Regions from separate parts of the Mus musculus genome. Here region 1 is linked to region 2. A link is a contact called in public Hi-C data. All regions are on one chromosome and are shown on one strand. Each heading gives the region's core, a stretch centred on a gene start, on an enhancer-like site or on the middle of the called end of the contact. The rest is flanking DNA. Distances are from core to core; before and after follow the strand shown.

What was found. Hi-C and Micro-C count contacts between places; a contact is called where the count stands out from the background.
Region 1: a contact with region 2 is called in a Hi-C map of bone marrow-derived macrophages, with 88 read pairs. The contact joins the enhancer-like site here to the promoter of Tctn3 in region 2. A contact is called at or near these places in 5 of 39 promoter capture datasets (cranial neural crest, macrophages, neural stem cells and 2 more), 1 of 15 datasets of contacts at CTCF or cohesin (CD8 T cells), 15 of 484 Hi-C or Micro-C datasets (CD4 T cells, CD8 T cells, ECoMG-derived neutrophils and 9 more), 18 of 115 datasets of contacts at active chromatin or transcription factors (CD8 T cells, bone marrow-derived macrophages, cardiomyocytes and 11 more) and 5 of 9 other capture datasets (adipose tissue, bone marrow-derived macrophages, liver and 2 more).

The regions. Positions count from the first base shown.
Region 1 is chr19:40,682,686-40,686,511 of GRCm38.p6, forward strand. All of the region lies in intron 1 of Entpd1 (ectonucleoside triphosphate diphosphohydrolase 1), which reads left to right. Among named protein-coding and RNA genes, the nearest start is that of Entpd1, 25 kb to the left of the region's middle. Within about 2 kb of position 1,971, at least 81 of the 459 cell types and tissues checked have an H3K27ac peak or open chromatin away from gene starts, as enhancers often do. A contact at or near this core is called in CD8 T cells, ECoMG-derived neutrophils, adipose tissue and 7 more, where this site is marked.
Region 2 is chr19:40,609,835-40,613,726 of GRCm38.p6, forward strand. It overlaps Tctn3 (tectonic family member 3), which reads right to left and starts at 2,397. Exons shown (of 14, transcript NM_026260.3): 1 at 2,091-2,397; 2 at 1,817-1,940; 3 at 1,460-1,578. The coding sequence starts at 2,310. It also overlaps a transcript of Entpd1 not described here.

The DNA of each region.
Region 1 (3,826 bases), core at 721-3,220, 72 kb after region 2:
TTGGTGTTTGCTCTCTGTATTTTTTCCCTTCTTTGTTGTTAGTGTTCTCAATAGAATATTTATAGCCATGAATTGTGCCTGAAACTCTTTGCATATGCGAGAGAGTATGAGGAAGTTGCCCTGGGCATTTCAGATTATAATGTCCAAGGGACAGGAACAAAGCCATGCTTGGTCCAGGCCATGACTGCTTGTATTCAAAGGCTTTTGAGCTAAGGTGTGGGGTCCAGCTACAGGCTCATCTGGGAATTACTGTCTTGGTTTGTGTCCAAGTTATTGGGGCAGAGGAATTGTTCTCACGGATTCTGGAAACTGAATTCAGACTCTAGGGGGACTTAGTGAACAGAAACCAGTGGGAGAAGTCACCCTACCGATTTCATACGCATTTAAGGTTAAGCTCTGGGTCCGAGGGTGGGATTGAAAGATGGGCAGGGACCTGGGTAACCAGACAGAATGTTGGTTGTATATCCCATTGTATGCTGGGCAATGGACTGAGATAAGGAAGTTTTCTTGGATCCTTCCAAAAGAGAGATAAATCCCAAGACATTTAGCACAGGCACGTGAGCAACTGGTTTCAGATGCCTTCTGCCTAATGGAAGAAAATCTATCATAGATTCCAGGAATTAGATGGGACTTATCCTTAGAGGACAAACTTACTCTGTCTTCTGTAGGACAGGGAAGAGCTGGCTAAGACAAGATGAAAGACAGATGGCTGATGGGAATTCTGTGAGTTGGAGCTGCTTGCCTTCTTGAGGTCTTGGTCCCTCCTGTTTTTTAGTCACTCACTTTAGAATATGCTGGTCTGACCTGATGATAGCCTGATAATCTGAAGAGCTGTGGAGGATGAATGCTAATTGGTGGCCTTCTCTAACCTGCTAATCCCAAAGCAAGAGGTCCATATGGAGCGTTTCCATCACACGAGGGCATCCCTCATCACACAAGAGCATCCTTCATCACACAGGGCATCCCTCATCACACAAGAGCATTTCTCATTGCACAAGAGCATTCCCTCATCACACAGGGCATCCCTCATCACACAAGGCATCCCTCATCACACAAGAGCATCCTTCATCACACAGGGCATCCCTCATCACACAAGAGCATTTCTCATTGCACAAGAGCATTCCCTCACTACACAGGGCATCCCTCATTGCTAGGTGGTGTCTCTTGCCTAGAATCCCAGTACTTAAGATGCTGAGACAGGAGGCTGGTGAGGACAAGACCAGCCAGGAGAGGGAAGAGTAGGATGGTACCAAGTCTACAACCTGAGGTCACTCCCTGGGATCCATGTGGTAGAAGGAGAAAATGGACTTTGCAAAAGTTATCATGCAGTCTCCATACTGGTGCCAACATGCAACACATAAAACACTAACTAACTAACTAACTAACTAGATCAGTATAATTTTTTAAAAAACCAACAAAAACTCTAGACTGGGCTACATGATGAGGTCCTGCTATGAGCAAGTGAACCTTGTGATTCAGGGTCTGTTTCTTCATTTTGCATGACTTACTGAGTGCAGAACTGAACCCTCCTCAGTTCCTGGTCTGTCTCCTTTTAGTTTCTGCTTTATTATGTAGACTGTCTCCTTTTTGTTTCACTTTCAAAGTCAGATATTGACAAACTGTGCAGGTCTTGCAGGGTGTGGCAAGATCCAGAGACCATGTCATAGAAGGAAGAACTTGTCAAAAGAGGTAGTAAGACATGGATGTGGCTGCTGTTAACAAGGAAGCGCTAAGTAAAAATTACCACTTTGTTTCTGGTCATTCAGAAAGTTTTAACTATTTAAAGAGCTGCTCATATGACCTTAGGGGTAGGGGTGGGGTGGGATGGGGTGGGGCAGGGGTGGGGTGGGGCGGGGGTCGGGGTGGGGGTGGGAAAGGGAAATCAATCTAATGCTGGAGAGCCACTGAGGGAAGTTCTTTGTTGGTGACAGGAGGGTAGGTGATGGTGAGCAAGGAAGATGTGAAGAGAGGCAGCCACGCCCATGTCTCCTCAGTGACTCCACCGGTCTGTTCATCTCCTCTTTGTTCTCCTTCCACTTTGTTGTTTCTCCATTTCCCAACAGCCTTTCCATTCTTTTAGCAAGTTCTGAATGGATTAGCTAGAATTCTAAGGCTGCTTTTCAACCCCTGGTCTCCCGGACCGCAAATGTTCTTCCGAGGTGGTAGTTATTTTGGAGGTGAAGTCTCTGGGCAGACGCCTAGGATAAGCACTCGGAGGTGGAAGTAGATGTTTGGTTGACTTGATACTCAGTCCCATATGGGCTGGCCATGCTCCTCTGCTTCAGCCTTAGGATTCGCATGCCTACAGGGTGTGTGTGTGTGTGTGTGTGTGTGTGTGTGTGTGTGTGTGTGTGTGTGTATGAACACTGTGTCTTACACACATACATTTTCTGAGGCTGTCAAGATGATCAAAATGTGATGTTTTATGAATATTTCTGCTCTCATCACATTTCCATTCCCTGGACCTGCTTTTACCTTGAAAATGCCCTGATTCACAATGATCAGTAGAATAATGGTCACCATTTACTGTGTGGGAAGCATAAACAGAGACTTTGTCTATGATTTCCCAAGGTGATTCATGCTGAATTCACATGAGACTCCAGCATTGTCTCTGGCCAGCACATCAAAGAAAACGGGCAAAATTGTCCCTGGAGTTGAGAGCAAACACGCAGTCTTTGCTATTTCCTTTCTGTAGGCTGACTCCTCCCTCAGGTCTGGCATGAGTGACACGTATGTTGCAGCTTGCTGCAATCCATTTTTTCCCCCAGGCTTTCTTTTGCATGTCCCATATTAGCTATAGAGCAATCCAACAGTCCAGTTTTTAGATTATATCTTCTATTTTAGGACTTGACATTAGTCCCAGAAAATTCAACTAAGTGTTGTTGAACTTCTTAGTTCATAGGTATTCAGAAAAAAACAATACCCATTTATATTTTTCCTGGCATTTTGGTGGTAGGGAAAAAAATGTTTGAATTTATTTTAAGGACAAATCACATGGCAAAAAGAATAACAAACACTTGTGGTTGCATTGGGAACCCGCTTTCGAGATAGTCCTGATTGTGGTAGGGAGGAACAGATGTGGAGATCTTTACAAAAAGATAGCTTTCTAGTGAACTGTTTTCTTGTCTGATTCTGATTACCATATCCTGCCTTCCTGAGGGAGGAATGGAGTTGGATACTTTAGATAACGAAACACATGTTTATTTTTCAAAAAGGAAAAAAAGTGGTAATTTGATTGTTTAGTGTCATAGACGAAAGGAAAATGGAGACAGGAGATCCGGTGTCTTATAGTCCTGGATGCTTCTTGAAACATCCTGCCGCCTAGTGATACGCCTGCTGCTCACAAACACAGCAGGCTTGGGGCACACTTTATGGAGATACTAAAAGCCACCCAAGGATTGGTTGTCAGGATGCTTATCACCAGCTATCCCCAGCAGCTCTTCGTCCTTGCCAACCTCAGAGGCCTAGAGACCCCTATGAGCCCTGTGGTTTTGAGTAGAGAATGGTGCTACCAGCAGGGTTTGAGGACCTGGAAAAGAACACTCTGACTTTGTTCCCCAGTCTTTGAGGGACCCAGGAAGTGGCAGTTCTGGAGAGCAATAGCAGTGTGACCTTTCAAATTCCACAGGGCTCGGGTCTTGCTTTTCCTTCAGCACACATTTAATGTAGAGCTGGACCACTTAGACACTGTTGGAAGGCACCCACAGGCCCCAGCATTCTTTGCCCCACTGAGTTGGAAGACAATGAAGAAAGAGAGGAGTGAGTTACCTGCTGGCAGAGGAAGTTGGACTGGGAGCTGGCTGGGTAGGGGGCAGCCTCCAGCAGG
Region 2 (3,892 bases), core at 1,147-3,646:
TTGTATGCAAAAGTTAAAGTGAACTGGAGAAGGAAGATGAGCTCAGAGAGTCAACAGCTATGGACTCTTTTCATAGCTTTTCTCAGGAAGAGAGAGCCACAGCCAGTTGTGAGCTGCCATGTGGGTGCTGGGAATTGAGCCTGGGTCCTCTGGAAGAACAGCCAGTGCTCTCAGGGGTCAAGCCATCTCTCTAGCCCCACAGATGACCACTTGCCCCCCTCATTTCAGTATAGGTGTATTGGTTGAAGTAGTGATAAGAACAGAATACAGACATACAAGCTAAGGCTATATTCATATACACAAGTATATTATTCATATGTGACTTCATATATAAGTATATAAATATTCTTGTTGGTGTCCACCAACTGTACCATCAGCCAACAATTTAGAGGTAGTTACACTCTGATATAACTGTGGACGTGAAAAACCTACAGACCATCTCATCCATCCCCTTAGGAAATTTGGATCCTCTGAGGCAAGGGTAGTTGCAAGGACCTCAGAGTAAGGTAGCAAAACTAGGAGCAGATCCCCAACCCCCAACTTGCTGGTCTGCAGTTTTCCCCCTCCACAGTGCTATAGAGGCCCTCTTAGGAATAGCACACCCTTCACCGCCAGTGATTATTATCAAGACATTTTATCCACTGTGAATAAATATACAGTTTGCTCTTTTCTAAAAAATGATATATTTATTTTTATTTTATGTGTATTGGTGTTTTGCTTAAATATGTCTGTGTGAGCATGACAGATCCCCTGGAGCTGGAGTTACAGCCAGTTGTGAGCTGCCATGTGGGTGCTGGGAATTGAACCTGGGTCCTCTGGAAGAACAGAGAGTGCTCTTAAGTGCTGAGCCATCTCTCTAGCCCCACAGTTTGTCCTTTTAAGGCACTGACAGCTTATCTGGAGGAAATCATAATATTCACATAAACTGACAATCATACAAGGAACTCTACAAATTCTTAAGGAATGACTTAGGACAACGAGTGTCTTAGAACTAACTTCTGAGGATGGGCTCACTTGGGCAGATGACAGAAGATTCTTAGAAGAGCTAAGATGTTCGCAATGAATGGAGAAAAGAGGGCCACTTGAGTCAAGGGGGAAAGCAGATAAAAGTTAGGAAAAATTTAAGGCACAGCTTGAGGACAAAGGACATGAATTCGTCCAAAACAAAAGGGCAGAATAAAATCATGAGAGAAAAGTTTTCGGACAAAGAAAGAGAAAGAAGGACACAAAGAAAGAAATCAATGCAGATTGCCAGGCTAAAGGTGCTGAGCAGTAGTTTAAAGGTGGTAGAGTCTCATGAAATTACTAATGTTCTTATTAACTAAAAGTAAGAGGGTAGTGGTAAGAGGGGTGAGCGACAGGGAATCTAAAAGAAATAAGAGAGCTGGGAATCCCAAAGACAAAGTCACATCTCAATAAACATTCAATGATAAGAGCTGTCAAACTCGTTTCTACTCACAGTTGTTCACACGGACACAAAACTGTGTCGTTCCACTGGAGTCCGTGAAAACTCTGGAAGGGAACGGGGAGTTGCTCCTGAACATAAGAGAGTTGTCCACACATACCCAACTTGAAGATCTGTGAGGAAAGGTGAAGATACTTAAGAGAGAGACATGGAGTACATCTAGGGAAGGGGGCCTTACCCCACCAATGTCTGATGCCAATAAGAGGGGTCTCTGGGCAGAGGTGCAACACTCAGGTTTTGTTTTACTGGATGGCTCAGCATTCCCAGGAAAGCCCAAGGGGACATCCGACCGGGAGACAGCGGGTAGGAAACTCACTCTTACTCCTCCACCGGAGGAGCACCGCAGCTCACCTTACACTACCAGGAAGACAGAAGGAAAAGACTGTTCTGGGATGGAGAAGATCGCAGTCCTTGTCACAGCAGCAGTTTAAATCGCAGGTACCCGGAGTCAAGTCACAGACACAGATCGGTAAAGCTGTAAGTACAAGAAGAAAAGCGAGATGAAGCTCCCCCAAAGTTTTCCCGCGCGGACAGCCCCAGTGCCAGCTACGTGGCAGGGCAATTTTGTCTACACAATTTTAGATCTGAGAAGTCAGTATTTCCATCCCGTATCCCGCCGCATCACCTGGAAAGGGGTCGGTGGTCGCGTTCACGGGCATCGATAGAGTCCAGGGAGTCGGACTCTCAGACGAATCCGGAGGAGCTGAGGTTGGCACTTCGGGCGTCACTGGCTCCAGGCCCCAGGAGGTGGGGAAAGCCCGGGCTGTGGAGGAGGGCTGCGGTCGGGCGGTCTCAGAAAGCATCAGGACCACCAGCAGCAGCAGGTGCAGCTGCAGGGTGCACATAAGGCAGCCTGGCCGCAGAGCGGTGCGACAGGAGCCTGGGTCTCCAGATACGTCCCAGGAGCCCTGGGAAGAAGAGTCGCGTACTTCGTCATCAGCTTCCGTCTGCGCATTGGCTCAGGCGGGAGCCGGGTGCTCTTCAGCCAATGGAAGGCCGTGTTGTTACGACCCTGAGCGTCCTTCATGCTGCTCTCCTCCTTAGCGGCGCGTGGTTCCCGTTACCTGGCAACCGCTGGGAGCCTCGGGGGCGAAGGCGTCTTTGCCTGATCCCGCCGCTAGATGGCAGCTGGCAGAGGGTTGGCGCGCTTTACGGACCTGGAAGAATTGGATGAAGTCATCACTGAGAGGAAGACCAAGAGGCACAAACTGAGATCTTACCAAGGTAAGAGGCCCTTTCTCTGGAAACACCATGAACTCAAGGAGAAAAACATAGAAAGTCACATCCCTTACGTGTGCCGGGAAACTGAGTACCTGATCACAAAGTTTAGGCCAAACTGGCTACTGAGTGAGACTCTGATCCCTAAAACAAAGACAAATGAACAAAGTCCCAATGATGGCATGAGAGATGGCTCAGCTTCTAAGAATATTTGTTTTTGTTTTTGTTTTTTTCAAAGAACTGGGGTTCGCTTCCCAGAACCCACAAGGTGTCTCACAACCATCCGCTGCTCCAGTTCCAGGAGATCCATTGCCTGTGCCATCTTCTGGCCTCAGTGGGCGCCATCTGACACCCGCAGGTGCAAAGACTCAAGCAGGCAAAACACTCCTCTGCATAAAATCTAAAATAAAATTTAAAAATGTCTCCACTTTAATTACTATGGTATTTTTTAAAAAGCATAATAAAACAATGCTTATTTCAACTCCACGAGTTTCTTTATTCCCCGCTCCCTGTCGCCTAGTCACAGTTTCATGTAGCCCAGGCTGACCCTCAAACTCAAGATGTGGTCAAAGATGGCTGAATTTCTGAACCTCCTGGGTCTGGAATTTTAGTCATATAGGCCACCTTCATGCACTCCTGCCAAACACTCTATCAAGTTAAATTTTATTTTATTTTTTAAAAAGTGTTAGTTAGTGCATTATATCAATAAATGTGATCTGTATATTTGTTGCTGGAAAGGGTAGTAAGGGAAGAGGTTCAGGACAAGAAAACAGGATGGAGAAGAGTATGAGGACTTAGAGAAAGTTACAATTTAGAAACATTTTCTGAGGAGAAAGTAAAGATACAGAGATGGAAATAGCCAAGGAACCAAGAAGCAAGCTAGCTGATTGCTCTTTTACGGTTTTATCATTAAGTTCTGAAACACTCTCTAGTATGTGCTTGCTCTTCTCAGGAGTGGCGTGGCCCTTCTGCATGCCTAATAGCACAAACATTCTGTATTTGCACTAATCTGAGACACAGGCAGGCATGGCTATGGCACACATGATAGGCATGCAATGCCTGAGCTGTTAAATATTTAATTTTAAAATTGTGACTCAAGGTTAAATAACCTCAGGTAACTAATAGCCATTGCAATGTGCAGTTGGATTGTGTATGATCAAAATCCAGCCAGCTATCTCCCTGTGCTCACAATTCCAACATTTGGGTTAT